Regions from separate parts of the Sus scrofa genome. Here region 1 is linked to region 2. The links are chromatin contacts, called in public Hi-C maps. All regions are on one chromosome and are shown on one strand. The core of a region is the stretch at or near the end of the contact, and the rest is flanking DNA. Distances in the headings are between cores, read along the strand shown. Region 1 holds the start of RPS10 (ribosomal protein S10). Region 2 holds the start of C7H6orf125.

The links. Hi-C and Micro-C count contacts between places; a contact is called where the count stands out from the background.
Region 1: a contact with region 2 is called in a Hi-C map of liver, with 2.1 times the contacts expected there. The contact joins the promoter of RPS10 here to the promoter of C7H6orf125 in region 2. A contact is called at or near these places in 1 of 5 promoter capture datasets (fetal skeletal muscle), 2 of 47 Hi-C or Micro-C datasets (embryonic fibroblasts and liver) and 1 of 2 datasets of contacts at active chromatin or transcription factors (skeletal muscle).

What each region holds. Positions count from the first base shown.
Region 1 is chr7:30,441,423-30,444,122 of Sscrofa11.1, forward strand. It overlaps RPS10 (ribosomal protein S10), which reads right to left and starts at 1,290. Exons shown (of 6, transcript NM_001244106.1): 1 at 901-1,290; 2 at 28-177. The coding sequence starts at 177.
Region 2 is chr7:29,928,543-29,931,313 of Sscrofa11.1, forward strand. It overlaps C7H6orf125, which reads right to left and starts at 1,260. Exons shown (of 4, transcript NM_001243451.1): 1 at 1,107-1,260. The coding sequence starts at 1,244.

The sequences.
Region 1 (2,700 bases), core at 40-2,539, 510 kb after region 2:
AATCCCTCCATCTGCACCCACGCCTACCTGCATGGCCTTCATGACGTGAAGATTAGGCACATTCTTGTCCGCCAGCTCGGGGTGCTTCGGCATGTGCACGTCTTTTTTGGCCACCATCACTCCCTCCTTGAAAAGGAGTTCATAAATGGCAATCCGGTTCTTCTTGGGCATCAGCATCTGCAAGAAGGAAGCGATATAATCAAGATTACTTCTGGGGAGTTCCCGTTGTGGCGCAGTGGTTAACGAATCCGACTAGGAACCATGAGGTTGCGGGTTCGATCCCTGCCCTTGCTCAGTGGGTTAACGATCCGGCGTTGCCGTGAGCTGTGGTGTAGGTTGCAGACGCGGCTCGGATCCCGCGTTGCTGTGGCTCTGGCGTAGGCTGGTGTCAACAGCTCCGATTAAACCCCTAGCCTGGGAACCTTCATATGCCGCGGGAGCAGCCCAACAAATGGCAAAACACAAAATAAATAAATAAATAAATAACTTCTGAGCAATGTGGCCAAGGGCCAGGAACCATCATCCCGAAACGACAATAACCACTGTTCAATGGAATAAAATCTGTGGAAAACAGTAAACAAGGATTCAAACTCCACAGAAGGGAACCCTAACAATTACTCGTTCCCTCCTCCACCCTTGAAAAACGATTCAGATGAGAAGTTGCCAAAACATTAAAAAATAAACCTGTAGGGGCGGGGGGAGTTGTGCACATACTCGCTCCGGACTTTCGCTCTCACAACAAAGGTGGAAAGGGGGCGCAGCTCCTGCACGCGCGGACTATTTCGGCACCTTCAACCACGGTTACCTAGTGCGGAATGGCGCGAGGGACCCAGAGGAAAGCCCTCGGCCCTTAACAGGCCACTGACCCCAAACCAAAGGGATAGAGCCTTCTCAGCCTACCGTTCTCTTCCCGAGCTAGAGCTCCAGGGCCGGGTAAGGACGCAGCACGGAGTGCGGAGTTCTGCCCCGAAGGAAAAGCGCGCAGGAGCGACAGCCTCCCAAGCCGGATCCTCCCTTCCTCCGCCCCCGCCATGGGATGCCAATCTTCGCAAGCCAGAATCCCACTGCCCTGCGAAATGCGCCCCTGGCCGCTCTCACTACTCGGAAATGGCCGTGCGGGGAGCGGGAGAGGGCCTCCTCCGCCCCACGCCTGGGGAAGCACAGCGACTACAGCAGCCAGAGGGCCAGGATGGGGGCCGATGGAACCCAGACTCCAGAGGAACTCACCGCGGCGGCTACTGCGTACGGGGCCGGAGCTAGAAAGGAAGGGGCATGCGCGGCGCAGCGTCTCTTCCGGGCTGCCTCGCCCCGCCCCCTGTCAGGACCCTCGCGCGGCCTGGGGTGGCCTCGGCAGTGCCTGAGAGACTGGCGGCTCCTGGCAGCCGCTGAGAAGCCTGACAGCACGCACGTGGAAACCGCTGGGGCCGGCTTCTGAACCTGTGGGTTTTGTCGATAAATAGCCATTTATGCTTGGGCAGGCCCTTTGCAAGTGCGCTACTCATTTATTTTCTTTGTTTCCTGTCGGTGATTTAACTTACTATTATGTAAGTAATATATGCTCTTTGAGCGGGAAAAAGAGACCATTCAGACAAAAATAAACAACAGTAATAACAATTATAAAAGAATAAAAGTAGAATACTATCGACCAAAGAATCGCTATTAACAATTTGGTATACATTCTTCCAGACTCATAGGAAATCTATATATTTTTTTAACAAAAACGGAATGTTTTGTGTGTACATCATGATATGCTGTTTGACAACCTGTTTTTTCCTTTCCCAATAATACATAATGAATTTTTTTTTTCTTTTTACCGTCACACCTGTAGCATATGCAAGTTCCCAGGCTAGTGGTGGAATGGAAGCTGCAGCTGCCGGCCTGCACCACAGCCACATCAATTCCAGATCAGAGCTGCATCTGGGACCTACGCAGCTGTTTGTAGCAACACTGGATCCTTAACCCACTGAGTGAGGCCAGGGATGCAACTTGCATCCTCAAGGAGATTAGTGGGCTTCTTAACCTGCTGAGCCAGATGGGAACTTCCACGAATTTTTCATGTCATTGCCTGCAACTGTTATGACTACATAGTAGTCTGCTGATGAATGGTTTAATCAATGCCATGGTTGGATATATATATTAAAAATCCTTCACTATTATAATAAACGATGCCACGTACTTATCCACACCTTTGTCCAATATTTTCCTTGTGACAAATTCCTGGAGTGTAATTGTTGAGTAATAAAGCACACATTTTTAAGTTTTTGACACATGCCACATTGACTTCTGGAAGGCATTATCAATTATATTTTGGTCAGGTGTTAAAACAAGGCTCACTCCCTATTAACCCTGCTGACATTGGATATTCATTTCTGTCAGTATGATACATAAATATTAATCTCATAGTTCTTTTGATTTGCTTTTCTTGATTACTTCTGTGGTTAAACATTTTTTTTTCTTTTCTTTTTAGGCATTTTTGTTCTTTCTTTAAAAATTCATTTCCAAGGAGTTCCCTTCATGGCACAGCGGTTAACGAACCTGACTAAGATCTATGAGGATGAGGGTTCGATCCCTGGCATTGTCCAGTGGGTCTTCAATCCAGTGTTGCCTTGAGCTGTGGTGTAGGCCACAGACGCGGCTCGGATCTGGTGTTGCTGTGGCTGTGGCTGGCAGCTGTAGCTCTGATTCAGTCCCTAGCCTGGG
Region 2 (2,771 bases), core at 10-2,509:
CCAAACACAAGATGTTCTTCCCACATCCCACCTGTTCCTCATCTAGTCTTTCTCATCTCAGTTAATGGCACCACCTTCCACCCAGATGCTCAGGCCAAAACAATCTAGGTGTGACCCTTGGTTCACCTTTCCTTCTATCCTGCATCCAATGTATCAGGGAAACCTGTGGCCGCAACCTTCCACGGCAACCTCAATCCAGCCACTTCCCTCTCCTGGGCTGCCTTCTGCATCCACACCACCATTTCTTGCCTGGGCTGCCAGAGTAACCTCTTCTCCAGCTGACTGCTTCTATTCTTGCCCCCCTATAATCCATTCACTACTACAACCAGAGTGATCTTTAAAAAAAGTAAATTAGGTCACATCGGCCCCGACTAAACCTTCCCAGCTCAATGGTCTTATGATAAAATCCACCTTCTAATCAGAGCCTGTCTTTAAGACCCTATCATGGAGTCTTAGGGTCTTTTACGAGGCAACTGAATATGACTAGCACCCATGAGGACGAAGGTTTGCTCCCTGGCCTCACTCAGTAGGTTAAGGATCCGGCGTTGCCATGAGCTGTGGTGGAGGTGGCAGACGCGGCTCGGACCTGGCGTTGCTGTGGCTGTGGTGTTGGCCAGCAGCTGTAGCTCTGATTCGACCCTTAGTCTGGGAACCTCCATATGCCACAGGTGCGGCCCTCAAAACACAAAAGCCGAAAAAAAAAAAACCACAAAAACGCAGGTCTACTCAAACGCAGGGGCCTGGGGTGAGGACAGGGCTTTGGCTATCGGTCACCACACAGCACTGTGAGGTACGGTAGTGTCAGGGGAGGAACAGACTGCCACAGGTACTGCGCCTAGAATCATGGAGAGCTTTTAAAAATACTGAGGCCAAGGCCTGCCCCACACTCTGATTCGAGTAGGTCGAACGACCCAGGTCTCCAGATTTTTAAAAGCGTCCTAGAACTCCGAGGGGTACGTTGTTAAGAGCACGGAGCCGTCCACGCGCACGTGTGGCCGAGGGAACGGCGCGCGCATGCGCCGGGCCCGCCACCGGCCCGCCCTGCCTTGTCCTGCCCCCCTACCCCCCACGCCTTCCCGCCGCAGGCGGTCCCCACACTGTGTCACCTGGGTGTTCTCTCCCTCCCGAAAGGCCTGCGCTACCCGCTGCCGCAGATAAGCGCCCAAGTCCCGGCCCCGTTTGGTCTCGTCCAGCGGCCATTCCTCACAGAGCCTGAGAAAACGCCGGTAGCGGCTGGCCGCCATCTTGGGCCCCGCGTGTCCCCGCCCCCGAGGGAGGAGTTGGCGCAGACGGAAGGCGTTTGCGCACTAAGGACCTCTGGCTTTCCGAGGAGCTGGCGCGGGAGGGAGGAGGGAAGAGGGAGGAGGGAGGGAGCATGCGCTCCTTCACCGCGCTCGCCGCATTCCGGGTGGGGGCGCTGCTCGCTTGCCCTGCGAGCCGAGCTAATTCAGTTCTTGTCCTTCTGGAACCAGCCGGTCTTCCAGGGGCAAGTCAGGCGTGGAGTACCCCCAGGGACGGCTTTGCTTCTCTTTTTCAATGAATGCACAAGCTCCAGACTAAAAATCCTCCTCTGAGACCTCTGCTGATTTGCATAAACGGATACATTTGCATGTAAATACAGGTTGTTATTCGATGAAGATATGTTTGAACTTAATATCCTAGCACACGTGGTTTGCAGCATCCCCCCCCCCGCCGCCGCCCGCGCCCCTTTCCCGAAGCCCCGGTACCTATCAGTACCACGATTGGTGCTCTGCCACAATTCCTTCTTTAGTGCTCCTCGCTCCTGTCCCTGTGTCCCCAGCCCCTGTTAGTATCACTTCTGAGCTCCCCCTCCCCAAGCCGTCCACTTGTCTGTTTGAGTTGATGCAGCCTGGAAAAAAACTTGTTTTACCAAGCTTGCTCTTATACAGTTCCAGCTGCATCCTGATTTTTCTTTTCTTAAACAAACAAACCCCAAAAACTCTACCTTCCGGATTTTCCTTGAGGAAAGCCTCATCCTCCTTTTGCGTCTTTACTGTCCTGTCTTTAGACAGGACCATCCCATGCACACAGCGCTTGGCTTCCCCCAGATCTCTTCCTTCTCTCCACCCGTCTACTTTGTATGTTTCCAGGAGACTCCTGCCCTGAGTCAGGGAGTGAATTCAGAACCAAATACAATGTTAGAAGTGACAAGGGCTTTAATGGAAGTGTTAAAGAATACTAGGCGTTTGGAGAAAGAAATAGTCCTTCTAGCTGTTGAGATTGGGGGAATGGGGAAGATCAGGGATTGCTTCTGAAGGAGATGGCATTTGTGCTGGGCCTTGAGGATGGTTAAGCTTTGAAAGTGGGCTTGGGAGAGGGACTTTGAGCAGCAAGAGCCAGGCTTGGGGCACGACTGGGAGAGAGAGGAAGTGGGGGGACAGAGATCAGTGGGTGGTTTTAGCAGGGAATAGCTCTGAACTGTCTGAAGTCCTTAAGGGTAAAGACCTATGAATGGGAACACCTGGGGACACAGGGATGTGTGATGCCTGCTTGAGGGGAGTTGGGGGGTTGGAAAATGAGGCACTCAAGACCCCCTCCCACGGCATTCTCCACCCACCAGTACCTCTCCCTGTACCACTCTCACCATTTGCAGTATTTGTAATGTACACTGAATCTGTTTTACTTTAACCTTTGTATTCTGTTGCTTTTGCTGCAAGAATGTTGCCTAGAGCCTGAAATGTACAGGAGAGCTGTTTCTCAAGGCTCTAACCTTTAAAGGTATAGCACCACTTTCCCACTCGTATGGAGAT